Regions from separate parts of the Triticum aestivum genome. Here region 2 is linked to region 1. Evidence: chromatin contacts called from public HiCAR-type data. All regions are on one chromosome and are shown on one strand. Each heading gives the region's core, a stretch centred on a gene start, on an enhancer-like site or on the middle of the called end of the contact. The rest is flanking DNA. Distances are from core to core; before and after follow the strand shown.

Region 1 (2,706 bases), core at 54-2,553:
CCAACCGGCCACGGACCACACACCGGCAACACCGCCGGGCCGGAGCACGCCCTACCCATGACCATGATTGATCGATCGATCTCTCCGAACAAGACGCACCTGCCTGACACGGCCCGCGCGCGACGCGTGACCCAACCACTAACCAACTACTGCGGAGTGCGGACCGGCGGCGGCCCGGGCCTTGAGCCAGTCGACGACGTCGGCGAAGACCTGCTCCACGTTCTCCTCCGGCTCGCCGACGATCTGGTGCCACATCCCGGGGTACACGCGCAGCGTCTTGTCCTTGCTCCCGGCGCGGCGGTGCATCTCCTCCACGCACGCCGGGTCGCACACGGTGTCGTCGCCGCCGTGCACAGCCAGCAGCGGCAGCTCCACCTCCTCGAAGCGCGCCTGCAGCTCCCGGCACACCCGGAGGAGCTCGAGCGCGGTGGCGGCGCGGGGCGGCGCCGTGGTGCGGCGCGGGCTGGCCAGCGCGAGCGCGCGCTTCCACTCCACCTTGAAGGACCGGCCCGGGATGTTCCCCCTGGTGAAGGCGACGTGCCAGGTGGGCGCCACGGCGGCCGCCGCCCAGAGCAGGTGCTCCAGCGGCCACGGCGGCATGAACCGGGGGCTGACCCCGCACATGGCGCCGTTGAGCACGGCGCCGTCGCGCCAGCGCGGCTTGTCCCGGAGGTGCAGCAGCAGCGCGATGGCGCCGCCGAGGGACTCGCCGTAGAGGAAGCAGGGCAGCGGCGGCGGGTAGTCGGCGCGGAAGGGGGCGAAGGCGGCCTCGCAGTCGTCGAGCACCGGGGTGATGTCCGGGATGTGGGCCTGGAGGCCCTCGGAGAAGCCGTGGCCCTGGTGGTCCACGGCGGCGACGGCGAAGCCTTGCTTGGCGAAGTGGACGGCCGTCAGGAGCACCATCCAGCTGGACTCGCCGGTGAAGCCGTGGACGACGGCGATGGCGCCGAGGATGGGGGCGTCCCCGCTGGGCACCCAGCGCTGCGTGAAGATGCGGAGCCCCCGCGGGTTGACGAAGGTGGATGAGGAGTGCGTGACGCCGTGGCGTGCGTAGTACTCCTCGGCGGTGAGCCGGCCGAAGGGGCTCCGCTCGTCGGCCTCCGCCACCGGATGCACCATGATGGCTTTCTCCTGCTCTGACCCCGCTCTGCGCGCTCCCCTTGATTTGGTGTGTTCTTGGAGTAGTAGATGCAAACGAGGGCGAGAGGAGGGTATTTTATTTGGCAAGAAGTAGTACCAGACTCTACAGGCGGATCGGCCGATGACGGCTGATGAATGATGCTACTGTACTACGGTATGGCGTTGGCGTGGTACCGTCGATTCTTAACTAAAATATCATATTCAGGGTAGACAAATATAATACGATTTGTAGTACATATGAAATTTCTACAGAGTCCATTTGTTGTGTCGACCACAAAATGAAAGAAAAAATCTGTCACTCAGCGAAGAGGACAAAACGCATTTATTGATCAGCGTACATTGATTTTCCTGGCGCAGCTTCGCACCTACTCGTCTTTACAGCAGTGTGTGTAGACTGAAGAACCGATGGGGATGTCCTTTTCGTTCCAAATCACGTACCCGGAATTAAATTCTCGTGAACCAGATCTACAGCTTTTCATTGCGCCAAACAAATCAATTTCCTGGTACGACCTCGTTCCATCTGGGATTCTGGGGTGTTCGATATGCTTCTCCATGCTGCATTTTACATGCCTTCAACGAGAGGTCACTTTTTTGCCGGAAAAACTTTCAATCTATTCATTTTCAATCATGGCAGTACAACGAATACCAGAAATAAAAATTACATCTAAATTCGTAGACCACCTAGCGACGGCTACAAGCACCAAAGCGAGCCGAAGGCGCGCCGCCGTCATCGCTCCTCCATCGCTGGAGCCGGGCACAACTTGTTGTAGTAGACAGTCGGGAAGTCGTCGTGCTAAGGCCCCATAGGACCAGCACCCCAGAACAGCAACCGCCGCCGATGAAAAATAACGTAGATCGGAAGGATCCAAACCGAAGACACACGAACGTAGACGAACAACGACGAGATCCGAGCAAATCCACCAAAGATAGATCTGCCAGAGACACACATCCACACGCCCACCAACGATGCTAGACGCACCGCCGGAACGGGTGCTAGGCAGGGAGACCTTTATTCCATCTTCAGGGAGCCGCCACCGTCTCGCCTTCCTGAGTAGGACACAAACCCTAACAAGATTGAAAAAACGACTAAAAACGGAGCCCTCCTGCCGGCCCTTGCCAGGATCCACCGCGCCTCCATGGCCCTAGGGCCACCGGAGGCGAGGCGGACCTGTGTCGGCGCCGGCGAGAGGCACAAACCCTAACTTTCTTTTTTGGAGGAGGAGGAGGAGGTGGAGGAGGAGCCCTAACGAGAGGTCACTTGGTACCCTAGCCGATCCCTTCTCCGGCTTAGTGGAGTATAATTTTTACTCCAACTCCCAATATTTCCTTAAATCTCCTTAAATTTACTCACTACCGCGGCGCCCGAGTAAAATAGGCGCCTCTCTTCCTCCTCCCCTCCCCTCCCTCGCCACCCTGTCTCCCGCCGCCGCAGCCGCCATGTCCCTCCGCTGCCACCGACGATCGGCCGGCCGAAAAGGATAGCCCGGTCCTTTCCTCACTCCATCGGACAGAAATCACCCACGCGCCGCCGCCCATGCCCAAGAAGAGTTTGGGGATGAAAAAACC
Region 2 (2,706 bases), core at 80-2,579, 450 kb after region 1:
GCGTAGAAATTTGAAAAGGAGGTCCAAGCGGATTGTAAAATTTCTATGATTTTTCTCTGAAATTGAGACCAAAGAAATTTTTCCTTCATTTCTTTTTTCTATTCCTATGTGTTTCCCTCACTTTACCTTTGAACCAAAGGAGGGCTTCCACCTTACTCCTATAATGCATGTTTGTGCCTCTAAAGTCTAAACTCGTTAAAAAGGTCTACTTGGTCCCAAACGAGTTTCGCTGGCTATGACTATTGCCGTGGCAAGTTGACCACTCCACGGCGCCATCCTAGTTAGCTAGGACCCACATGACAGCTACCTCCATTTCTCTCTTCATCCTAGTATCAGTTATACCTTTATTTTTTATTTTTAAACAACAATACAAAGGAGCTTGATTCTCTGAAACGATTCGTTACAAGTCTATATTTCCCTTTATGGATAGGCTGAAAAGACTGTATGTTTATGAAATATTCTTGACAATCTTAGACCGATAGAGATCAAGTTTTTTTATTTATTTTTTGAAAAGGAGGGAATCCCCAGCCTTTGCATCAATATCAATTCTAAAGCTAAAGGTTTTAAACTTCTATTAAGTTTTAGAATTCCTGCGCCTCGTGCTCGAATGGACTTCCTTCGGGTTGACTCTAAAAAGGAATGCAAAACTATATACTTTGGGTGATCATGTAAATATCATAATATTGAAAATATAACATCTTACAGTTAATGCGGGATTTTTCTTTGACTCCTCAAAGTAATAAGTACTGAAAAGGTGCAGGGAAAGGAGAAGCGGATAGCCGCCTGCCTGCCAAAGGCCCCCGAGTAAGTTACCTTGAACTGCGTGGAGTTTTCGGCGCCGAGGGCGGCGGTGAGGGCGGCGATCTCGGCCTCGCTGGCGGCGAGCGACTGGTGCAGCAGCGCGCGCTCGCCGGTGGCCTCGTCGACCTTGCGGCGGTACACCCGCGTGCACTCCGCCTCCAGCTCGTGCACCATCCGCTCCCTCTCCTCCCGGCTCTTGCCTATCTCCCCCCACAGTTGCTGCACACACACATCCACTCCACATGTCAAACCACGACACTTGAAAACTCAAAGAACAGAACAGAGTCCAGCCGGCCGGGAGAGGATCGTCGGACGCACCCTGAGCTCCGCGAGCAGGGGCGCGCAACTGCCGACCTCGGCACCGCCGCCGGACAGGGCCAGCGGCGCCATGTTGTACAGCAGCTCGGCGGCGAGCTCTCCCATGGCCGTTGCACGCGTATGCTGGCTGGCTGTTGGAGACGAGACGACGATGCAGCAGCTAGCTCGAGAGTTGGGAGAGGGTTTAAGCGTCCAGCTAGCTAGAGGTAGACGTCGCTGATTGATGGATGGGTGCGTCGGGTGGAGAGGAGGGCATATATAGCTGAAAGTGCCAGGGCCTCGGGTCGGGAGGCCGGGCCCGCTCGCAGCCTCCGCGGCTCGGTACGCGACAAGTATCGGATGGCCCCGTGTGTAACCACTGACCAGCCAGCAGCCGCGCTGATGATGATGATGATGATCGACTGACTCCGTGTAGGGCAGAGCAAAAAGGAAAGGAAATACAGCATATTGGAAGAGAAGAGGAAGCCTGGCTAATAAAGCCAGCCAGGGTTTTGGTGTGTGATAATATGCTGCCTGATTTGTGGTTTGTTTATGCCTAATTCTGGCTGCGCTGCAGTTGGCCTGGAACCATCGTCGACCGATCATGCATGCTGGTCATGAACCCTAATTTTGAGATATGATATTGGCACTTGCCGACTTGCGCGCGTCACAAACAAATGAATTAAGAACGGCCGGGGTGTTTGCATCATCCGTTGCATTCCCACATGGAAAAAAAATTAGCTTTTGCTTAGCGGGCCTAGTCAAAATCAGATTGATGCGCATAGTTAATTGCATACATATATATACTCTGCAACTGACATGACATGCACGAGAAGTAGTGATAACAAGAACTCTCCGCCGGCTGTCCCTACCGAGATTTCGCACAACACTATATATTTATCTCGCTAGTCTAGTGCAACATGCGTCTCGTTAGTTAGGTACTATGTTTCATATTTACGTCAGGGTTTAGCAGAAGTTCAATATATAAAAAAAGATAGAAATCCGGACGGTGCAACGGAAAGATGTTTGCCCGTACTTTTCATGCATGGGAAAAGGAAGAAATTGCCATCTGACTAAGATTAAGAAGACCTACCCGAAACATAGATAATTTGCATCATCCGTTGCACTCCCACATGGATAAAAGAAAAGAATAAGCTTTGCTTTGCAGGCCATGTCGAAAAACAGAGCATGTAGCAGTATATACTCCCTTCGTTTCTAAATATAATCCTTTTTAGATATTTTAACATGGACTACGTACTGATGTATATAGACGTATTTTAGAGTGTAGATTTATTTTTTTTGCTCCACATGTAGTCCCTACTATAGAATCTCTAAAAGGGTTTATGTTTAGTAACCGAGAGAGTAGTTAATTGCATGCATATACTACTCTGCCACTGACATGACATGCACGAGTAGTTGATCGATGACTAAACCAGTAATAACAATCAATAACAAGAACACTCAGCCGGCTGCCCCTGATGAGATTTTGCACTATATGTGTGTCGCCACTTTAGTGCAACATGTGTATCAATGTTTGTTAGGTACTAGTATGTTTCATATGCACGTCAGGATTTGCAGGATTTTCATAGAAACAAACCCGGACGGTCC

The links. HiCAR-type assays count read pairs that join an accessible place to other places.
Region 2: a HiCAR-type map of leaf shows a contact between it and region 1, with 6 times the contacts expected there. The contact joins the promoter of LOC123090888 here to the promoter of LOC123090887 in region 1. A contact is called at or near these places in 3 of 5 Hi-C or Micro-C datasets (leaf and an unstated tissue) and 1 of 1 datasets of contacts at active chromatin or transcription factors (leaf).

What each region holds. Positions count from the first base shown.
Region 1 is chr4B:42,038,253-42,040,958 of IWGSC CS RefSeq v2.1, forward strand. LOC123090887 (caffeoylshikimate esterase) reads right to left here and starts at 1,304. Exons shown (of 1, transcript XM_044512244.1): 1 at 1-1,304. The coding sequence starts at 1,119. The coding sequence ends at 139.
Region 2 is chr4B:42,487,569-42,490,274 of IWGSC CS RefSeq v2.1, forward strand. LOC123090888 (65-kDa microtubule-associated protein 6) reads right to left here and starts at 1,330. Exons shown (of 10, transcript XM_044512245.1): 1 at 1,120-1,330; 2 at 814-1,020. The coding sequence starts at 1,224.